Linked DNA regions of Callithrix jacchus: region 1 is linked to region 2. Evidence: chromatin contacts called from public Hi-C data. All regions are on one chromosome and are shown on one strand. Each heading gives the region's core, a stretch centred on a gene start, on an enhancer-like site or on the middle of the called end of the contact. The rest is flanking DNA. Distances are from core to core; before and after follow the strand shown.

The links. A called contact is a pair of places that touch in the nucleus more often than the background predicts.
Region 1: a contact with region 2 is called in a Hi-C map of induced pluripotent stem cells, with 3 times the contacts expected there. The contact joins two enhancer-like sites. A contact is called at or near these places in 3 of 3 Hi-C or Micro-C datasets (induced pluripotent stem cells and skeletal muscle).

Annotation. Positions count from the first base shown.
Region 1 is chr5:133,312,227-133,315,834 of calJac240_pri, forward strand. It overlaps SEPTIN9 (septin 9), which reads left to right. Exons shown (of 12, transcript XM_035301885.3): 10 at 50-146. Among named protein-coding and RNA genes, the nearest start is that of SEPTIN9, 210 kb to the left of the region's middle. Within about 2 kb of position 1,900, at least 5 of the 16 cell types and tissues checked have an H3K27ac peak or open chromatin away from gene starts, as enhancers often do.
Region 2 is chr5:133,143,990-133,147,884 of calJac240_pri, forward strand. All of the region lies in intron 2 of SEPTIN9 (septin 9), which reads left to right. Among named protein-coding and RNA genes, the nearest start is that of SEPTIN9, 40 kb to the left of the region's middle. Within about 2 kb of position 2,427, at least 3 of the 16 cell types and tissues checked have an H3K27ac peak or open chromatin away from gene starts, as enhancers often do.

The sequences.
Region 1 (3,608 bases), core at 650-3,149, 170 kb after region 2:
AATGGCCTTCCTGCACGTATGTAACCAGCACCGTCCACCTGATCCCTAGGAGATGATTCCGTTCGCTGTGGTGGGCAGTGACCATGAGTACCAGGTCAACGGCAAGAGGATCCTTGGGAGGAAGACCAAGTGGGGCACCATTGAAGGTACTCTCGGCAGGCACCGGGGCCCCGAACAGATGGGAAGACAGTCTCTTCTGCTGGCCCAGAGCCCGTGGGCCAAACCTGAGCCGCTACATTGCTCCACCCAGAGCGGCGGGGGGGTCTCCTTGTCCCCACCCAATCCATAGGACAGGGAGCAGGCGAGTGGCTTGTGCAGGTGCCTCCACTCCAGATCTCCCCCAGGGCAGAGAAAGATTCCGGGAGATGGGAGCTAGGATGGGGGCCCCCAAGTTCTAGGTCCTGGTGCAGGCTCTTTCACAGGCACCTGTGTGGCCCCAGACAAATCACCAACCTTTCTGGGCCTAGAAAAGGTGTGGGCTGTGGCTCTGTGAGCCAGATGGACCCTCGGACCTTTGCCCTGCTGAAGTTTCCGGAATGTGGCTGTTGTAAACAATTAGCATACAAACTAGAGGTATTAAAACAACACAAATGTATTCTCACGGTTCTAGAGGCCAGAAGGCCTGAGGACCAACCTCTTCGGTGCCTTCCTCCTGGTGGCACCACACAGTCCTCCTTGTCTTGTATAGGCATCACACGCTCTAATCTCTGCCCCATTGTTACAAGGCCTTTTTCCCTGTGTCTCTGTCCCCTCCCTTCCTCCGTCCTTTTATTTATTTATTTTTTTTTTGAGATGGGGTCTTGCTGTGTCACCCAGGCCTGGAGTGCAGTGGCCGGATCTTGGCTCACTGCAAACTCCACCTCCCGGTTCCAGTGATTCTCCTGCCTCAGCCTCCTTAGTAGCTGGGATTACAGGCAGGCACCACCACACCTGACTAATTTTTGCCTTTTTAGTAGAGATGGGGTTTCGCCATGTTGGTCAGGCTGGTCTCAAACTCCTGACCTCAGGTCATGCACCCGCCTCAGCCTCCCAAAGTGCTGGGATTACAGGCGTGAGCCACCGCGCCCGGCCTCTTTCCTCCTTGTTCTAAGGATGTCTGTCTTTGGGCTTAGGGCCTCCCCTAAGTGGATGATCCCATCTGGGGATCCTTAATTAATCTTTAAAGAAAGACTGTTTCCAGGTAAGGTCACAGTCATGGGTACCAGAGCCTGGACCTTGACCATATCTTTGAATGGATGGGAGCCCCTGGGAGGCCACAGTTCAACCCACTCCTGGCAGTGGCACCCCAGGAGGGATGGGCCTAAATGTTTCCTTCCTCTTCCTCTCTCTGTCCCTTCCTTTCTCATTAGAATGGAAGAGGGGAAGGTGCAGAGGGAAATGGAGCAGGAAAAGCCACTTTGTTCTGGGAGAGCACATGGCTGAAAGTCCCAGTAGAGGAGGAAGCAGAAGTCTCTTAGTGTTCCAGGGCCTCAGTTTTCATCATCCGCAAAGGGTGCAGTGTGCCAAGATTGCAGAGAGTTGAGAGACTGTCCCAAAGGCCACTAGAGCTTTTCAGGAAACTGTTGCTCTAAGAAAATAGTCATAATGACAGTTACCAGGAGGCGTCGAATGCTCCTGCGCTGCTCACTTCACATGGGTCATCTCATTTATACCTGAAGCTCCCCGCACCAACCCTCCTTGCAGAGAGGTGCAAGAGGTGCAGTGAGCAGAGGGACCTAGAATGGGAGGCAGCTCTAGAATGCACAGCTCCAGGCCTGCACCAGACTCCCTCGAGATGGGAGTTCGTGCCTGGAGGCGGGTGTGGAGAGGCACACCAGTCATTTCCCATCTGCCCTCCTCCCCTGCTGCCACCCCTACCAGGCCCACCCTGTGGGAGCTGCCCAGCTGGGTACAGCTTGGGTGTTTACCAGTATCCACCTGTGGTGTCAGGCTGGCTTGTATCCCTTTGGCCCCTCTGCCTGCATTTCCTCTCTTCCTCTCTGCCCAAATAATTCTTGCTGTTTAGGAACCTTTTTATGAAAGGCAGGATTAGGAGAGCCTGCAGTAGATGGGCTTGGGAGGTGCCGACGGCTTTGCTCTGGGCGTGCTTCTGCTGCACTCTGGTGGCCAACGTTGAGTATTGCAGGCGGCCGGTGCCTGAAACTGGAAATGCACGAGGCTGGGGTCCCTGCAGCTCTCTGACCTGTGCCTTGGGGAGCGCCACTGACTCCAGTTAAGGAACAGTCTGGAACCTGTCAGGACAGTTGTGAGGTGGTGGGGCCCACATTTAAGCAGACTTATATGAGGACCCTGGAAACGTGCCTTCAACGTGGATGGGTTTTTATATCGGGGCTGCCTGAGTTCACAGTTTACCTGATACCGGGCCAGTAAGGGCCCTGGCTCATTCTTGTCTCCCACTTGGTGAAGGGCATCTTTCCTATCCTTAGAAACCACCCCGAGTATTGTCAACAGAAGTGTGGGGTGAAATTAATCAGGCCATGAACTCATTTAATCTTATGTCCCTGAGAAGTAGCTGATGTTATTATCCCCATTTGGATACTGAGGGAATGAGAATAACTTGCCCAAGCCAGGGAGCAGCGATCACACACTCCGACTCCAACTCGAGAGCCCCATTCTTCCTGTCGGCTCTCTCTGCCCTCAGAGTTAGATGAGAGTGGTGGACACTGCTCTGCGCGGGCCATGGCAGGAGGGCAGGGCCCAGGCAAAGGCAACTGGCGTAGAACCAAGAGCACCTGAGGGCAGAAGAGGCAATGTGGAGGCCCTGACCCTGCCTGCTGGCCTGCCAAGTAAAAAACCATAGCGTATATATACACACATATATACATATACACACACATGTACATATACATATATATACACATATACATATATACACATATACATATATGCACACATATATACATATATACACATACACATACATATATGCACACATATATACATAACACACATATACATATACATACACACATATACATATTTATGTACATATATACACATAGATACATATATATATATATATATATACACACACAACGTGTGTGTGTGTGTGTGTGTATATATATATATTTTTTCTTTTTTGGAGACAGTCTCACTCTGCTGCCCAGGCTGGAGTACAGTGGCACCATCTCAGTTCACTGCAACCTCCACTCCCTCCCTTTATTCAGGCGATTCTTCTGTCTCAGCCTCCCGAGTAGCTGGGATTACGGGTGCTTGCCACCATGCTGAGCTAATTTTTTTGTATTTTCAGTAAAGACAGGATTTCACCATTCAAGGCCAGGTTGGTCTTGAATGCCTGACCTCATGATTAACCTGCCTCGGCCTCCCAAAGTGCTGGGATTATAGGTGTGAGCCACCGTGCCCAGCCTAAAACCAGATATTTTTAACTTGGGGAAAATCCACGTGGCTCCCTGATGGAGCAGCCTGGAGCCCAGTGTGTGGGTTCTGAATCCCCCTCCAGCCTTACGGCTGTGGAACTCAGACAAAACACAGTTCTTGTGTTTCTCTCTCTCTCTGTCTCTCTCTGTCTCTCTCTCTCTGTTTTTCCTGTGCATGTTGTATGAAGTGCATGTGTCCCTGCCTGTGTTCAGAGCACACACACACAGGAC
Region 2 (3,895 bases), core at 1,177-3,676:
CACTGGGGTGTGAACTGACAAATGAAGAGAAAGGGGTCTCCCCTGCCTTTAGTCACCCCGGCTTTCCAGGCCCTCCATTCCAGGCTCAGCCTCCTTGGTCCCTTCACTCCCACGAGGCACCATGGCTGTCATCTCACGTGGCCAGCACCATCATCGGTAATCAGCAATGATGACAGTTTCTGCCACTCATGCCCCCCTTTGAGGCCAGAGATGGGAGATCTGGGGTAGCTGAACCACCCTGTAGGCTTTGGGTGTTCTGAGGTGACCTATGGGCCGTGGGGATGCTAAGAGTGTCACACCCTAAGTGCCTTGGGCCCTGGTCTGTTGGTTGCCACTATGTGTATATTGGGGAGGTCCCTGAGAGGCCTAAGAGAGGGAGGCCCATTCCGGTGGCTTCTCTGCAGGACATGTGGTCCGATTCCACCGCAGCACCTAGGGCCACATCTTGATATGATGTTGGGACTGGTGGGGCGGGTGTGTGTTGTGTCACTGAGCACACCCAGTTGGGCGCGGGAGGCAGACCTCGGGAGGGGGAAGGGGGGACGGGCAGAAGGCTCGGGTGGTCATGGAACTGCATCTTATCTGTTTGAGCTCATGGGCACAGGCCCACTGAAACGGGTGGGTGTGGGGCCTAGTGTCCTGCTCTCAGCCCAGCAGGAGCTGCAGGACAGGGAGTGCTGGGAGAGGCCTTCCCCAGGGCTGCACAGTGGAGCAGTCTTCAGAGTGGCCACTCCACCAGGCAGCCTGGGCAGTCCCCTGCCTCCTCGACCACCAGCCCGGGAGGACGTCACTCCACCCTCCTGGCTGTCAGGGGCCTCGGGGAGCCTCTGGTTCGGCCTTCATTTTATAGATGAAGGCCCAGATGGGTGACCAGCAGGGGATCTGAGAGCCGGGCAGAGAGGCGTGGGTTGAGGGGGTGCTCTCTGGGGAGGTGGAAGTGGTGGCACCTCCCAGGCTCACTAAACACGGGCTTTTCATGAACTCAACAAAACACTCTTTGAAAGCAGCCAGTGCTGTGCCCCAGAGAGTACTCTGATCCCTGCTGGCCTTGGCTGAGGACAGCACAGCCAGGGGTGAAGTGGGGACCTCCCCTTGGGCTGTGCCTTGAAGAAAGATGCTTTCTGCAAAATCCCATTCAGATGTGTTTTCCTGAAAAAAAAATAAAACAAAACAAAACAAAAAAAACCCCATACATTTTAAAAAACTCAGTTGTAAACTGGCTGCCTTCCGAATGAACACGGGGATCCCCTCGCTGTTTCCCTGACAAGGTTCTCGTCCTGGCCAGACCTGAGAGCTCCCAAGCAGTCCCTGGGGAAGTGAGTTCCCTTCCTGTCCCTGCTGGGTGGCCTTGAGCAAGGCATTTGGCAGCTCTGGGCCGAAGTTCCGTCATCTACAAGGTGAGGGGTGGGAGCAGCCCGGCCCCCAGGCAGCGCCCCCACCTCCTGCGGGCTTCTGAGCATCCTGAGTTTTCTGGGTGCTTCTTCCCTCACTGAGGGGCTCTTCCTCTTTTTGGGGTGTGGCTCTTGCCGCTTTTTCTGGCCACATGGCACTGTGAGAACTGCTCTGATCCCCACGTGCTCTGGCCTGAGGAGGGGCCGTGGGGAGGACTCCATGTCTGTGTGACAGAGGCCACCCTGGCAGACAACGGCCCAGTGACTTCTAGACGTGGCTGTGGGTGCCCCATGCCCCACTGGGCTGGCGTGTGAGGCGTGTCCAGCTCAGGTTGCCCTGCAGCTGCCCAGGAAGGGTTTGTGGGAGGGGGTGGTCCTACCCCAGCGTGTCCATGACTGTCTGCCTAGCCCAGGGAAGCCCCGGGAGCCCTGAGACCTGCCCTCTCGTCCCTCCCCCGGCAGTGTCTGGCTCCGGTCTGGCTTGGGGACTCTCCCGCCCTCCCTGGGGGCTGCGGCCTTCCCCTGGGAAGGTGCTGGAGGGTTTGTCAGGGGGCCGGCGTGAGTCATGGAGCGGTGACTGGCCGCTAAGGCATGGCGGGCCACTCCTTCCAGCCAAGGGTCGGAGGTTTTTTTTTGTTCTGGACCGGGCTTTGTGGCTTTTACAAATTAAGCAGTTTTATCTTGTTCCAAGAGCTTGTATTTCAGCAGGGAGAGAGTCTCCAAGAAGGGAACTTTCCACTGGGGAGCTCTGTGGGGCTGGGAGGCTGGGAACAGGCCATGAGGGTGAGCTGCAGGCAGGGGGCGTGGACGTCTGTGCATGGTGGTGAATGCAAGCCCAGGGTCCTGGGGGGGGCTCTGCCATGCTGTTGCTGGATGTCTCCAGGGCCCACTGATGCAGTGAGGCACAGCGAAGACCCCAGCTCCTCTTAGGGGGGCCCCAGGTCACCAGTGGACAGGGAGCTGAGGCCCCATGAAGGCTAGTGCCTCAGCCCTCACCCCTCCCTCCTGTCCCTTGATCTGCTGTCCCCGATGGCCTCTGCCATTCCCTGGGAGTTCTTACCCCTGGACGCGCAGTGCCTGTCCCATCTCAACCTCTCCAGCTCTGCTTTTCCATCTCCAGGGTGAGAGGCCTGGCCTGATGTGCCCTGCACCCACTTCCTGCTTGGCCCTGTGGGGACTCTGGTCCCTGTAGTGGTTTCCTGAGGCTGCCGTCACCGAGTGCCACAAACTGGGTGGCTCAAAACACCAGACATTTCTTCTCTCACCATTCTGAAGGCCGGAAGTCCAAAATCACAGCATCAGCAGGCTAGTTCCTTCCAGAGGCTCGGAGGGGGAGCCTGCTTCTCACCTCTTGTGGCTTCTGGTGGCTCCCACAACCCTTGGTGTTCCTTGGCTCATGGTCACATCACTGGGTCTCTGCCTCTGTTGTCACGGGGCCTCCTTCTTTGCCCCAAATCTCCCTCTGCCTGTCTCTTAGAAGGACACTCGTTCTTGGATTTAGGGTACACTGGGTAATACAAGATGGTCTCATCTCAAGATCCTTAACATCATAACATCTGCAAAGACTGTTTTTCCAAATAGGCCATGTTCACAGGCTCTGGGTGGACGTAAACTTTAGGGGCCACCTTTCATCCCCTTATTGTCCCCCTGTGTCTGGATGCACAGAATGGTTCCATGTCCCAGACCCCTTGCTGGCCCCCTCTGGCCGTTTGGGGTGGCCGCTGGCCTTTTCCACTCATTCCTGTGCTCCTGGTGGGGTGCCGGGGTGGGTCTCAGCATCTGGGAGAATTCTAGGGGCAGCCTGGAGCTGGCCACTACCCTCCAGGCGTCTTCCCGCCTCCTCGGAGCTCGTGGCTGTGAGGGGTCTCTCCTTGTGGTTTTGATCTACATTTCCCCAGTGGTATCTTCTGGTGTTTATTGCTCATGTGCACATGTTCTTGGAGAAATGTCTGTTCAAGTCCTTCACCCTTTGTTGTTGCTGACTGTTAGGCGATCTGTAGATTAGTATCTGATACTCATCCCGGGTCCGACCTGTGATTTACTGCCATTCCAAGGATCACCTTCTCACCACGCTCTTAGTGCCCTTTGATATGCAAATGCTTTTTCTTTTTTTGAGATGAAGTCTTACTCTGTTGCCCAGGCTGGAGTGTAGTGGCATGATCTCGGCTCACGGCAACCTCTGCCTCCCTGGTTCCAGTGATTCTCCTGCCTCAGCCTCCCAAGTAGTTGGGCTTACGTGCATGCACCACCATGCACAGCTAATTTTTGTATTTTTAGCAGAGACAGGGTTTCACCATGTTGGCCAAGCTGGTCTCGAACTCCTTACCTCAGGTGATCCACCTGCCTCAGCCTCCCAAACCGTTGGGATTACAGGCATGATCCGCTGCGCTGGGCCTGATATGCAAATGTTTTCAATTTTGATGATGTTCCACTTTATCTGTTTGTTCTCCTGTTGCATGTACTTTTGATGCCCTATCCAAGAAATCATTGCCAAATGCAGCGTC